Linked DNA regions of Gadus morhua: region 2 is linked to region 1. The links are chromatin contacts, called in public Hi-C maps. All regions are on one chromosome and are shown on one strand. Each heading gives the region's core, a stretch centred on a gene start, on an enhancer-like site or on the middle of the called end of the contact. The rest is flanking DNA. Distances are from core to core; before and after follow the strand shown.

Region 1 (6,852 bases), core at 663-3,162:
TTTATATTTGTTGGATCGGCTTATATATATATGTTAAGCAAATTGTATATTAAATATATATATATTTATATGTCACATATAATATATATATTTTACATAGGCCTATGTGTGACCTCGTTTTAAAGATTGTATGCAGTGGCGATAAACCGGCAATGCCAAAAGTAGAAATGAGAAATCCCCCTGGATAGAACCGTAATAGAAATGCTCATGAACCCTAGCCGTAGCTTTGCATTCCATGTAAAGCTAGTGTCACCATACACATCACCCTACACTTAAAATGAGAACCATGCTGTGCTCTCCCACTTTCAACATCATAAAACGACATCAAATGCAATCCCAATCGTGTCAAAAGTCGACCTTTTTTGAGCTGGGCAAACGAAAACGTCTGGGCCTACTGTTTATTTGTAGGCTAGGCCTATAGTTTAATATTTGTATGACTCAAGAGGTCACCGATTACATGTGTCCGTCATGACCATGGTTTTTAACCATGCGGATAATGAAAGAGGAAGTAAAAGAGACGGAGAAAATGTGGTTGTACGACAGTTTGACAGGGAGAGAGAGAGAGAGAGAGAGAGAGAGAGAGAGAGAGAGAGAGAGAGAGAGAGAGAGAGAGAGAGAGAGAGAGAGAGAGAGAGAGAGAGAGAAGCATCTGGTTTCTAAATTGTCTATACCTTTATCTTGAATGTTTACATATCTACACACACCTCTACAAAAAAAAAATTACAGCTTTTTTATTTAGGTTATTGTTAAGACATTCATTTAACCTTAACTTTATAAAAAAACAAACATAATTGTTTCGTAGGTTTTAATCTATTTCCACCATTTTAATTGTAAGCAGATGTCTTCACACATTTTTCATTGGTCCTATTTTACCAGGCATCGACCAATCAGATGGACCTCGGTATCTCTCAGGTCACCGGCAGCTTCAGGGACCCCCTACACCAGTCTCTGGTGGGCATCCTTGGACTTTAGGGGTGCAAGCCCGTGCAGAACCTGGTGAAACAGACACACAGAGAGAAAAGTGGCCGAGAGGGCCAACTCTGCGGTGATGGGTGAGGGATGATGCCTCACTATTCCCCCCACATCCCATTTCAGGATCCACTAGGCCCGAACCCTAAAGGAAGCCATCTGGATAAACAGGCATTATAATGCAAAAACGCCAGCAAAGGGAAGTAAAAAAGAAGAGCAAGTTTCAAAATGTGGTTAATTCATTAATAAAATCTGTATTTTTCTATCCTGATAAAAGGGTTCGTTTTTCCCAAAGGACCTTAAACCTTGAGGACAAATTAGGTTCTCTTCTCCATCCTTCTTGAGCCTGCGAGTAAAGGACAATGAGACAGAAAGGGAGGCAGTTGTTTTACTCCACCAACTGTGTATATGTGTAAACGTGGAAAATACATTTTCCACGTTTGAGGTAAAATATAATCGTATGATAATATTGGTTTTCCATTGAGGGAGTACTATAGATCCAAGGCATTCAGAAAGTATCTATCTAATCATTCTATCAAAAATAAAGGGATAATAATCTTATAAAACTATTTATACAATCATTAATATTTCTTTTTAAATATTTTTCAAATTCAAATAAGTGTGTGTCTGTGTGTGTTGGGATGGAGGGACGACTCTTTCAAGCCTGAGCCTACTAGAAGCATAGCAATATTTATCTCCCGCGTTTGTCATTTAATCTAAATACTGTATATATCATAGTCCAGTGAAATAAGACACATACATTTAAAACGAATATAAAACTCTGTTTATAATCACTGTTTATTAGTATTATTTTATTAATGTTCCGGGCAGACACAAAACAAATTCACAGAATGAATAGCCTATATACTAGGCATACTGTCGTCGCTGATTGGTCGACTAATTGTCCCTGGAAACCTAATACGCGGCTACAACACACGTAAACAAAAGCACAGCTCCGGGCTCCAGCGACCGCCTGTTTCGTGGTTGCCAAGGCAACACTAACAGTCCCAAAACTTGAGACCGCGCAGGGGGGAAGCGAGGACGTTTTACTCGGGCATTGAAAATGTGTTTCTGAGTCAACTAAAGCAAGAAATTACCTCGCCTTTTTTATTATATACACATCCTCTTCTTAGTATATTCACTGTTTCGGTCCGTTCCGCCACCATGACTCAGCGGCAGGTTTTACAAGGTAAGCCCCCCCACCAGCATTTCCGGATCGAAAGCGATTCCCCCCCCGGGAGAAATGTTTTGATTGACAAAAAAGAAAAAAAGTCGAAGTTATGCTTCCGCTTTGACTGCAGTTTTCGAGCACTACCAGCAGTCGAGGCTGCAGTTCGTGCAGACTGTGGCTGACCTCGCCACTCGACCGCAGAATATAGAAACCCTTCAAAACGCAGGTACTGTTGAACCACGATGAATGGACGCCTGCACAACCTGCAATAGTAACACACACGTTGCTCTCTGTCGCTTGCACTTCTGCTAACGTTGTTTGTTTGTTGTTGGTTGTTTGTTGTTATGTTGACCATGTCGATGTCACCTCACCTTCAACCTACCAACCCAGGTGTGATGACCTTGCTGCGGCCACTTCTGTTGGACTCGGTTCCCAACGTCCAGCAGACGGCGGCGCTGGCATTGGGCCGCTTGGCCAATCACAGCGACGACCTGGCCGAGGCCGTGGTGCAGGGAGACATCCTCCCTCAGCTGGTTCACTCCCTGGCCTCTCAGAATGTGAGTGGATTTGAAAAATATTAAAAATATAATATTTTATATTCAATATATTTTAGGGTTCATTTGCCATTTAGTAGCAGAGAGAGAGAGAGAGAGAGAGAGAGAGAGAGAGAGAGAGAGAGAGAGAGAGAGAGAGAGAGAGAGAGAGAGAGAGAGAGAGAGAGAGAGAGAGAGAGAGAGAGAGAGAGAGAGAGAGAGAGAGAGAGAGGTTCCTACTCTGAGGGGGGCCTCTGCTAGGGTCAGTCTCCTGAATAAGGAGGGTGTGTGTCAGACCAACTTGGCATTCCGCCTTGCGGCTGCTTTAGAATCGAAGAGCACTTTACAATGAGTGCAAGCAGGCTTTTCTTCCTCCACTCTACCTCTCTCTCTTCCTACTTGTGTGTGTCTCTCTCTCTCTCTCTCTCTCTCTCTCTCTCTCTCTCTCTCTCTCTCTCTCTCTCTCTCTCTCTCTCTCTCTCTCTCTCTCTCTCTCTACTTGTGTCTCTCTCTCTCTCTTCCTACTTGTGTCTCTCTCTCTCTCTTCCTACTTGTGTCTCTCTCTCTCTTCCTACTTGTGTCTCTCTCTCTCTCTTCCTACTTGTCTCCCTCACCCCCCCCCTCTCTCTCTCTCCCTCCCTCCCTCCCTCCCTCTCTCTCTCTCTCTATTTCGCCCTCTCTCTGTATTTCGCCCTCTCTCTCTCTCTCTCTCTCTCTCTCTCTCTCTCTCTCTCTCTCTCTCTCTCTCTCTCTCTCTCTCTCTCTCTCTCTCTCTCTCTCTCTCTCTCTCTCTCTCTCTCTCTCTCTCTCTCTCTCTCTCTCTCTCTCTCGTCCCTCTTACAGGCGTCAGTTTGTTATGAATGTCTCCCAGCCACCCAAGCCCTTAACAGTACATTTAATTTTGAACGGTGTGACTGTTCAATCAAATCAACGTTTTTTGTCTCACGCGGCGGCAACACTTATCACCGGCCACGGTGATATGTGTTAAAAAAAAAAAAAAAAAAGATAAAAAGGTCTTCTCCAACGTTGAACCCTGCAGCGGTTTTACAAGAAGGCAGCAGCCTTCGTGCTCCGGGCCGTGGCCAAGCACTCCCCCGGGCTGGCCCTGGCCGTGGTGGCCTGTGGCGGGGTGGACGCCCTGGTGCTCTCCCTGGAGGAGTTCGACCCCGGGGTGAAGGAGGCGGCGGCCTGGGCCCTGGGGTACGTCGCCCGGCACAACGAACGTAAGTTATGGCGGGACGTTGACGCAACAACGCAGTGGCCACGCGGTCGCTTCAATGCAGTCGTGACCTTGTTTTGGTTCTGCGTCGGGTTTACCACGGGACCAATCACTCTCGTTACGTCAGTGGACCAATCACAGCCCTTCCGGCGGACGCGACGAGGGTCCGCAAGGACGTAATGGGTCTGTAAACCCCCTTGCTTTGCGTCAATAACTAAACCTTAAGTCGCTTGGGATAAAAGCGTCTGCTCAATGCCCTAAATGTAAATGCATCAGATGGTATCACGACCGACCGAGCCAGGCTAATACAATCAAATCCTCTCTTTCGGTTCCACCTTAACCACCCAGAGCTGTCCCAGTGCGTGGTGGAGGCCGGGGCCGTCCCCCTGCTGGTGCTCTGCCTCCAGGAGCCCGAGATGGCCCTCAAGCGCATCTCGGCCTCGGCCCTCAGCGACATCGCCAAGCACACCACGGAGCTGGCTCACAGCGTGGTGGACAACGGCGCCATCGCCCACCTGGCCCAGATGATCCTCAACCCGGACGCCAAGCTCAAGGTGAGGTCGGCGAGACCCCCCCGTGTGTCTTTATAAGCCTGAGGTAAACGTGAGTGGTGTGTTTTTACCAGCCTTAGCCTTTATTGATAGACGTTAGACTACTGTAACCAACTGTATTCTATCCTCCCTCCCTCCCTCTCTCCCTCCCTCCCTCCCTCCCTCCCTCCCTCCCTCCGTCCGTCCTTCTCTCCGTCCTTCCCTCCCTCCCTCCCTCCCTCCCTCCCCCAGAGGCATGTGCTGTCCGCCCTGAGCCAGATCAGCAAGCACTCTGTGGGGCTGGCGGAGCTGGTGGTGGAGGCGGAGGTGTTCCCGGCCGCGCTGGCCTGCCTGCGGGACCCCGACGACTACGTCAGGAAGAACGTCACCACGCTCATGAGGGAGGTGGTCAAGCACACGCCCGAGGTACCGAAGCCGTCGGCACACTATGGAACCCACATGCACTCACCCGTGTGAGCTAGCACACACGCGCACATGCGCACGAATACACGCAAGCAAGCCCGCACACACACACAAACCACACACACACACACACACACACACTCGCGCATACGTACACACACGCACACAAACACAAGCACCACCCACACATATAGGTTTATATATGCACAAAGGTCAGAAAGGACATAGAGAGTCCAATGTGCTCACAATGCAAATTATAAGGTTATCGCATTGGTGTCATCTATACGTGTTTGTGCAGCTGTCTCTGTGTGTGTATCCACGTCTAGCTGGCCCAGTTCATCGTGAACTGTGGCGGCATGGCGGCGGTGGTGGACTACCTGGGCGACAGCAGCGGGAACGTGCGCCTGCCCGGGATCATGATGCTGGGATACGTGGCCGCACACACTGAGAACCTGGCCATGGCCGTCATCGTGGCCAAGGTGTGTGTGTGTGTGTGTGTGTGTGTGTGTGTGTGTGTGTGTGTGTGTGTGTGTGTGTGTGTGTGTGTGTGTGTGTGTGTGTGTGTGTGTGTGTGTGCCTCCAATTTAACCATTGTGTTCCATGAACACAAACATTCACATGAGGTCATCTAAGAAGATGCTTTTAATCCAAAAGTGACGTTCAGCTGTGGCTGGGAAAAATAAAACAACAAACACCGTCGCAATTGTGAATATAATTATGAAAACATAAATATACATGTCTGTCAAACACATGGGGATAAGTAACACTTACCTCCATGTAACACGTAGACATAACGCAAATATGTTGTTGGCACGTCTTCCTCTCTGAGTGTCATCACATTGTCACACGTCCGGTTTATGGGTTGACATCACTCACACACTGCCCTGCGCCCCCCCGCCCTCCAGGGGGTGCCGCAGCTGGCCCTGTGTCTGTCGGAGGAGCGGGAGGACCACATGAGGGCGGCGGCGGCCTGGGCCCTGGGGCAGATCGGGCGCCACACGCCGGAGCACGCCCGGGCGGTGGCGGCGGCCAGCCTGCTGCCCGCGCTGCTGCAGCTGTACCTGGACGCCAACAGCTCCGAGGACCTGCAGGTCAAGGTTAGGGGGAGGGGGGGGGGGGGGGGGGTCAAGGTCGGGAGTCAAGGCACCGGCGCTCACTTCTTGTAAGCCCACTTGTTAGTCCACTGCAATCAAGAACGCTCTGAGACACGCGTGTAGTTAGCTATCTGGGCTCCATGGAGCAACACTCTGAGATACACACGTTTAGTTAGCTAGCTGGAATCACCAGGCCCACACTCTCACATGTTACACAGATAAGTTAGCTAGCTTGGCTCCATTGAGCAACACTCTAAAGTGCACTCTAAACACTCACGCCGGCCTCAACAGAGTTACGCTCTGAATTTGATATAAGCCCCACTAACTGTGGTGAGTGACTAAAAGGATTACACCTCGTTAACTGTCTCCATCCCGGTCCAGTTTTCAGTGTTGCTCTTTTCTCCACGCTGGCGATTCCACTAAATGAAAGGAATCCCAGCAGTAAACATGCTCTGATACGAGCGACGCCATTGGTCATCCCCACACTATTCAATGGAATAGGGAGTCAATGATGGCACATTGACCCATTGGGGGTCGTTCAATACCATTTTCGAGGGGTTAGGGGGACCTTAACCCCTGGAAAATGACATTGAAACGCCCATTCCCATCATGACATACGATTCTAACACTTCGGCCTTTACTCCGTTGCCCCCCCCCCCCCCCCCAAGTGTAAGAAGGCCCTGAAGAGCGTGCTGCAGAAGTGCACCCACCTGCCCGCCCTGGAGCCCCTCCTCTACGAGGCCCCGAGCAACATCCTCAAGCACGTGCTCTGCCAGTTCAGCAAGGTACGACAGCAGGGTGGCGGGGGGGCAGCCACGAGGTCCAGAAGGCCTTCCAGCGCTCAAGTGTGTGTGGGACGAGTCCTGAAAATGAGTAATAACGATGTGGCGGATGGTTTTTATAATCACGATTA
Region 2 (6,758 bases), core at 2,312-4,811, 130 kb before region 1:
CTGAAGGAGTGGAGGAACTTGTAGTCTTCCCTCAGGGAGTTACCTGGGAAGACAAAGACCAGTGAGTACAGACGCCAAGTTTGGTGGAATCTCTAATCCCCAGAGATAGGGCTCCCCCTGCTGTCATAAATGAGGAATGACAGGCGCTTCAAGTATTTCATTTTAGTCAGTTACTTATGGAGGGAAAATATTTAAAGTGCTATCATGCCATCTGGTGTGATAAGCCATTACAAACCGTTGGTTTGAAAATCAGCGTTTTCGTCTTGTAATTGCTAATTACATTCACATCCTTGGCATAATATCACCCCTTTAAAATAATAATCATTATGAATATATAACACTCTTATGTTGCATCTTTTGAATTCTATATCTTATCAATCAAATTAAGGTATGCCAACAGTTAGTGTGCTTTTGCCCCACACAGCATGTAGAATGCTGAGATTATCCAACAAGCATACACAATATCAAACCAATAAATGAAAACAACACCACAGCCATATAATCCACATATACTAACAGGCCTCCATGTAGATCTCGTAGGCTGGGTCCTGGTCGCCGGAGAACACGCCCACGATGACGGCGTCGTCGCCGTCCTTCACCAGCTCCTGCACCTGCTTGGCGGCCTGGACCGGCTTGGAGGGCGGGCCCGACTGCTCGCTCATGTGCTCCACGATACCTGGATGAGGGGAGGGACAACGAATGAAGCATAAAGAACATCGACGACGAATGGCCACGAACACAGTCAACACGGGAAGGGCAGAATTCAATAAGAAAATGTCCAACGAAAAACAGTTTCCTTCCAGGGCAAGTGTTTACCATGTACGTTATACGGTACGCATTTTGTCAGCGCGTTTGTGTCTGACTGTTCGTGCATGTCTGGATACATGCAATGGGATATACAGTATGAATATGTGCAATGTAGTGACATCTCTATAATTATTGGTTCTCTCATATGCATCTAATTCAAGGTAGACTTGCCTTTATTTTATTTCATCTTATCAACACATGATGGTGTGGTTTTTAGGCTGAGGTTTTCGTTCTTCGCTAAACAAAATGCAAAACACTGAATCCTTTCTGATGGCCTGTGAAGTTTCCGAACGACGGGTTTAAAAAAGGGGTCAGCGTACCGAACTTCTCCCGGGGTCCAGTGTAGTCGTAGGCCTTGCCCCTCCTGAAGATCTTGAGGTCGGGGTAGCCCGTGACGCCGAAGCGCTGGGCCAGCTCGTTCTCCACCGTGGCGTCCACCTTGGCCAGCGGGATGGGGGGCATGCGCTTGCTCAGCTCCTGCGCCGCCTTCTCGTACTCGGGGGCCAGGGACTTGCAGTGTCCGCACCTGCGGTGGGGGGGGGGGGGGGTCACAACGGTTACAGTACAGTTCTAAGTGTGGCAAATCCGACGCACGCATCATTGTGTACCGTTGATAGGGCTTCTGGTGGTGCATTTCAGCATCGTCACCGTTTGTGTTAAGGGTCCAGGTTGGAAAGTTTGGTATCAATAGTGTTGCGGTGGAAGATTGCAACCAATTTCATTCCCCCCCCCACCCTCCATCAACCTTCCCAACTACTAGCCAAGGGTCAAGAGATGAGGTTCTTACATGTATGAATTGTATTAAGGCACTTAGTCCGGAGGTCCTTATACATTGAACTTGATTGGGATCCATTTCTAATTTGCCAGTGAACATTCCGTATATCCGCAACAGTTTTATTATTCTGTGGGCTTTAGTCGTCAATCTATTCTTTAATAAATCCGTTTCACCAATCACAATCGCGTATCTTTGTCATTGCAACCATGGACACTGCATAGTGTATGACATGGCGGAGATAAAGGCCCATTGATGTTTCTCAACACACAGTCCTCTTATTGCATCCTTGATTTTGATGTCCCCGTCAGAGAGGGTTAAGCTTCTGGGACATCAATATATATGCCACGGTGTGTTTGGCTTTGAGGAGCTCCATCTGCCTGCGGTTGATGTTGATTCTAGTAAGATATTAAGCATATTTTAAATTCATATTATTTTGACCAGCCACCTCAAGCCAAATGCAGCCACGGAAAACAGTAAACATCTCTCCAACTACCAACTTGCTTGCTTCACTGCTTCTTTACATAATTTCCCCTTCTCTAATTGGTTCATTTGTCATCTGTGTGGACTGACCATGGAGCGTAGAACTCCACCAGGATGATGTCAGCGTTGTTCACCGTCTCATCAAAGTTGTCCTTGGTCAACACCACGACGGCCTCGGGTGGGGGCGCCCAGTCGGGCTGAGCTACCTCCAGGACTTTGGCCACAAAGGCTGCAACCAAAACAGTCAATCAGGAGTCAAAAAAGGTGGAGCCATTTCCGTCACATCTCCATATGCAAATTGGCACAATGTGTTCGGTCGCCATATTTCTTACCCTCTTCTGACCTGGCGCCATCGTAGTCCACGGGTTTCCCGTTTTTCAGGATCTTGAAGGTAGGATACCCGGACACTTCGAAGCGTCCCGCCACCTCAGTGGCCTTGGTGGCGTCCACCTTGGCCACGGGGATCGGGGGATCGCTCTCCTTCAGGGCTTTGGCTATTTTCACATACGTGGGGGTAAACGACTTGCAATGTCCACACCTGATTAGGGGGAAAACGACCCAGACAGACCCATTAGATAAAGTTGTACTTTGACGAAACTAGTTAGCGCATTGTGGACTCTGATGCAAATCATCCAACTCAATGTTTATAATTTGAAGATGGAAAGACAATACACTATGTAATGATTTACCATGGCGCGTAAAACTCCAACAGCACGGTGTCCTTCCCTTCGATGAAGGTGTCGAAGTTGCCGTCAGTGAGCACCAGCACCCCATCCTCCTCCTTCACTTCAGTCCCAGTATCTTCATCCTCTTCCTCCTCATCACTGTCACTGTCCGCTCCTTCGTCGTCGCTGGCCTCGTCTATCGCTCCGGTATCATCTTCAACAAGGACATCAACTCAGCAACCCCACTACCAAGTTCATAATTTAAAGAAGCAACACACAAAAAGGAGGGGACTTGCGTTGTCCTCATATTTGCAATAGCATTAGTTAGACATGAAGCATGCCGCCACAACCAAAGCCACTGCAATCTTAGCGATGCTAGTGGAAGCTCCACCATGCTAACCTGAACAGGCAACGTATACCAAGGCATGAATCAGCGATTGGGTCTTTTATTTTATTTAGAATCGCAAAAACTAGCCAACACTTACCATCTTCACACCTGACGACCGTAGCAAAGTGGGCGATCCCGAGCAACATAATCAGAAGCAGTGCAATCTTCCTCATTGTCACAACGTTGCGGGGGGCTGGGGGGTTCTTTATAGTCTGCTTAATGAAGCACAGGCTGCTTCTGCTGCTAGTCAGGCTCACCTAGATAATACAACTGATGAATGTCATCAAGTAAGCGTCACCAAAGTGGACGGATCTAGTTCAATCCAAACGTTTGATGGTGTATGCCCCGGGTTTGTCAATTCATACAAACTCGCACGCCAGACACCGCCTCCTGAACTTCTCTGACTTGCCACGTTCTGATTGGTCCTCTTCGTCTACTGTCATCCAATCGGGTTTCGCCACTCAAGTCCATGCTCGTATACGTTTGGGGATGTGATTGGGTGATCCACCATTTATTGTTTCCTGCTGCATGGGGGAATTTTCTACATATCTCAGTTTTTTTGTGTTTTCAACTTTGGTGTTACTCAGATTTGTGCGAATTTAAAGGGTTAACGCACATGTACAATGATGCATGGTTGTTCTCTAAACAGATTATCTTCTTGTGGTTTATTTCAATGCAATGAGGTTTTTCACCTCAAGATCTCAATCTTGCGTCATATTAGTTTCACATTAACATCCTGTCGTTTAGATAGTTTCACGTCATCCTCTTCACTAGTATTACTACTCAGATTGGCACTCAGTGGGTAAAGGATGCATGTGACTTTCATTTGAATGTGTTTTTTCAATGTGAGAGAGAGAGAGAGAGAGAGAGAGAGAGAGAGAGAGAGAGAGAGAGAGAGAGAGAGAGAGAGAGAGAGAGAGAGAGAGAGAGAGAGAGAGAGAGAGAGAGAGACGAGCGTGAAGGAGGTGGGTGTTGGTTCTTTTAAACAAACATGGAACAGGATATGCACTAGATCTGTTTTCTGAAGTGCAAATATGTTGTTGTTTTTTTATACTCCGTTTTATACTACGTCTTGACACACACACACACACACACACACACACACACACACACACACACACACACACACACACACACACACACACGGCCCCCTTGGTGGCGTGTGGCACCGAGCTGGTTAACTCACTGATACATTGACTGAACCAGAGAAACTGAGTGCTCGGAGTATGGGCTTCATGTTGCTGCGTTGTGTGTTTGCTTGACATTGAAAGGTGAGCTTGCCCTTGCAGTTTGGGCTTTGGGATATGTTAAGTATATTTGGCAAGCTCTCTCTCTCCCTTTCTCTCTCTCGCTCCCTCTGTCACACACACACACACACACACACACACACACACACACACACACACACACACACACACACACACACACACACACACAAACACACATACACAAACAAACACACATGCAACTATCTCACACAAAGACTCACACAAATTCACAATTTTGCACCTGTGTATGTTCTTGCTTGAAATATCACTGCTAACTTTCCAATGTAATGGCATGCAGCATGAGCGGGGAAGAGGCAGAACAAAATATTAAGCGCTTTCCAATTTAAGGATTTTTTTTTTTTATCATTCATTACTTCTTTCTTTTGTGTAAGGCCCAGCATTGGCCCTTGGCCCTGTTCACCTGCTGGCAGTGGCCATAGGCAACCCCCTGGGTCACCACAGGTTCCGCTGGGAAATATTCTGTGGACGGTCAATGTCTTTCCTTCACAACAAGCAAAAGTATTTCATCACTTTTTTTTTTTGGTAATGATTTTGTACAAATAAAACAATCGGACATTGACAATTAAATATGCTTTGATGATTGATACCTCATCTATGAAGTCTTATGACATGGATCATTGACTAAAATAATCTTTGTTCAAACTGATTGCTTTTGGTGAAGGCACCTTGTCTTTACAACCAATTAAAGAAGTTCTCGCCACTTATGGACAGGGACAATGTTATCCCTGTCCAATCTATCCCATACTGGGGATTGCCTCTTATAATTCCTCTGCAGTTATTATTCATATTTCAGATGGATGAACACAAACACACACACACACATTTACCAAAAAAACACATACAGTATCAATATCACTTCGTTACAAAAAGACTTACCACTAAATAAGTAATAAAGTGCAAGCTTCTACAAAAACAGAGTTCAGTTCCTGCCGCCTACCTCCTATCACGCCGCTAGATGTCACCATTGGCTAACGCACCACTAATTACTATCCGACCCAAGTAATCCCCTTCAGCTGTTTTCAGTTGAATTACCCTAGTGTTCTTTGTTCTTTTTTGTTTTCAGTTTGAAGTTGGCTGGCCTTCTTTCTAGAAAGTAATTCTAAACGTATATCAACCTTTCTCTCAGTCACACACAAGTTATTTTTCTTTTATTATCCTGTTTGATTGTGACAAATTCAAGTTAGTTTTTTTGGCTTGTCAGTGTTTAAACATGTCGCGATAAGGCAGTTTAATAACCACCAGTAGGCCTAAAATGTATGCTTCACTTTGGCAATCTCCTTAATGATATTGACAAGAACACGTCGGCAGGTGGTGTTCTGACACGCTGAGCTGTATGCTCACGCCCTGGCTTTTTCCCAACGTGAAGGCTGCAGCCTTGCTAGGACGCAGCCTTGCTAGGACGCGTCCTTGCTAGTCGCGTCCTATGGAGATGAGACTAGAGTGCTAGCTCGAGTGCTTCCTAGCGTTTGTAACGTTCAGACTTTGGAACGACTTGGTAGTGTGGAAGCGCTTCCGTTTCCGCTTTTTAATACTGCGTGTCCGCTTGTAAACATGTGCGCTTATGAATAAAACATGGCAGCAATCAAGCTGATCAATATTTATTTGACTTTTTTCTGTTATGAATGCGGTCATGTCTCCTTCGCATGGAGCCTCTTTTGGGGAAGTCACAAAAGCTTTGTTGCGGTTGATCGAATCGTCTTTATCAAAAGGAAAATCCATTCAATTTTTATAAAACTAAGTGAAATTGTCTGAGAACTTAATTCATGCATCACATTTACAGTACGGTTGATTACTATTATGCAGGGGGAAAAAGACAAAGAAAGAGATGATAAACATGTATTTATATGGATATATTATTTAACTGATCTGATTCATTCATTCATATGCCTACAATCTGTGCTTTGAACACATAAGTATATCATATAAAATGCAAATATATACGTTCATTCAAAATTACAAACATTGCAAATGATCGGTTGTGCATTAATTTTACAACATTGAATAGTGGCACTATCCCTTCCACCGGTAAACAAATGTTTGTGCGCCACCCTAAGGCGCACAAAAGCCTCCGTTTGCTGGGCTGACCCTAAAAAAAACGATTCAACACAAACATAAATAGGTATACTTAAATAATGTAGTCTTGTGAGCGAGTAAATTGACAGTGGTATTTAACACCAGCTACGTCCATGCAAAATATAGCAACGTATCATTAAGTTGCAAAAACGTTTGAAAAGTGGCACAGGTATTTAGGCTTGATTATTTGCATGAACATGATGAATCTATAAAAAGCAATACGGCACAAAATATTTCTGAAAACTAATATAACTTCACTTCGTTTGAACGTGTAGGCCTAC

Evidence for each region. Hi-C and Micro-C count contacts between places; a contact is called where the count stands out from the background.
Region 2: a contact with region 1 is called in a Hi-C map of spleen, with 7 times the contacts expected there. The contact joins the promoter of pdia4 here to the promoter of spag6 in region 1. A contact is called at or near these places in 2 of 6 Hi-C or Micro-C datasets (heart and spleen).

What each region holds. Positions count from the first base shown.
Region 1 is chr23:16,645,881-16,652,732 of gadMor3.0, reverse strand. It overlaps spag6 (sperm associated antigen 6), which reads left to right and starts at 1,912. Exons shown (of 11, transcript XM_030349611.1): 1 at 1,912-2,158; 2 at 2,271-2,366; 3 at 2,531-2,697; 4 at 3,713-3,896; 5 at 4,241-4,446; 6 at 4,675-4,848; 7 at 5,172-5,324; 8 at 5,751-5,942; 9 at 6,608-6,724. The coding sequence starts at 2,134.
Region 2 is chr23:16,779,688-16,786,445 of gadMor3.0, reverse strand. pdia4 (protein disulfide isomerase family A, member 4) reads right to left here and starts at 3,561. Exons shown (of 10, transcript XM_030348451.1): 1 at 3,213-3,561; 2 at 2,752-2,941; 3 at 2,395-2,600; 4 at 2,153-2,291; 5 at 1,128-1,333; 6 at 518-676; 7 at 1-43. The coding sequence starts at 3,288.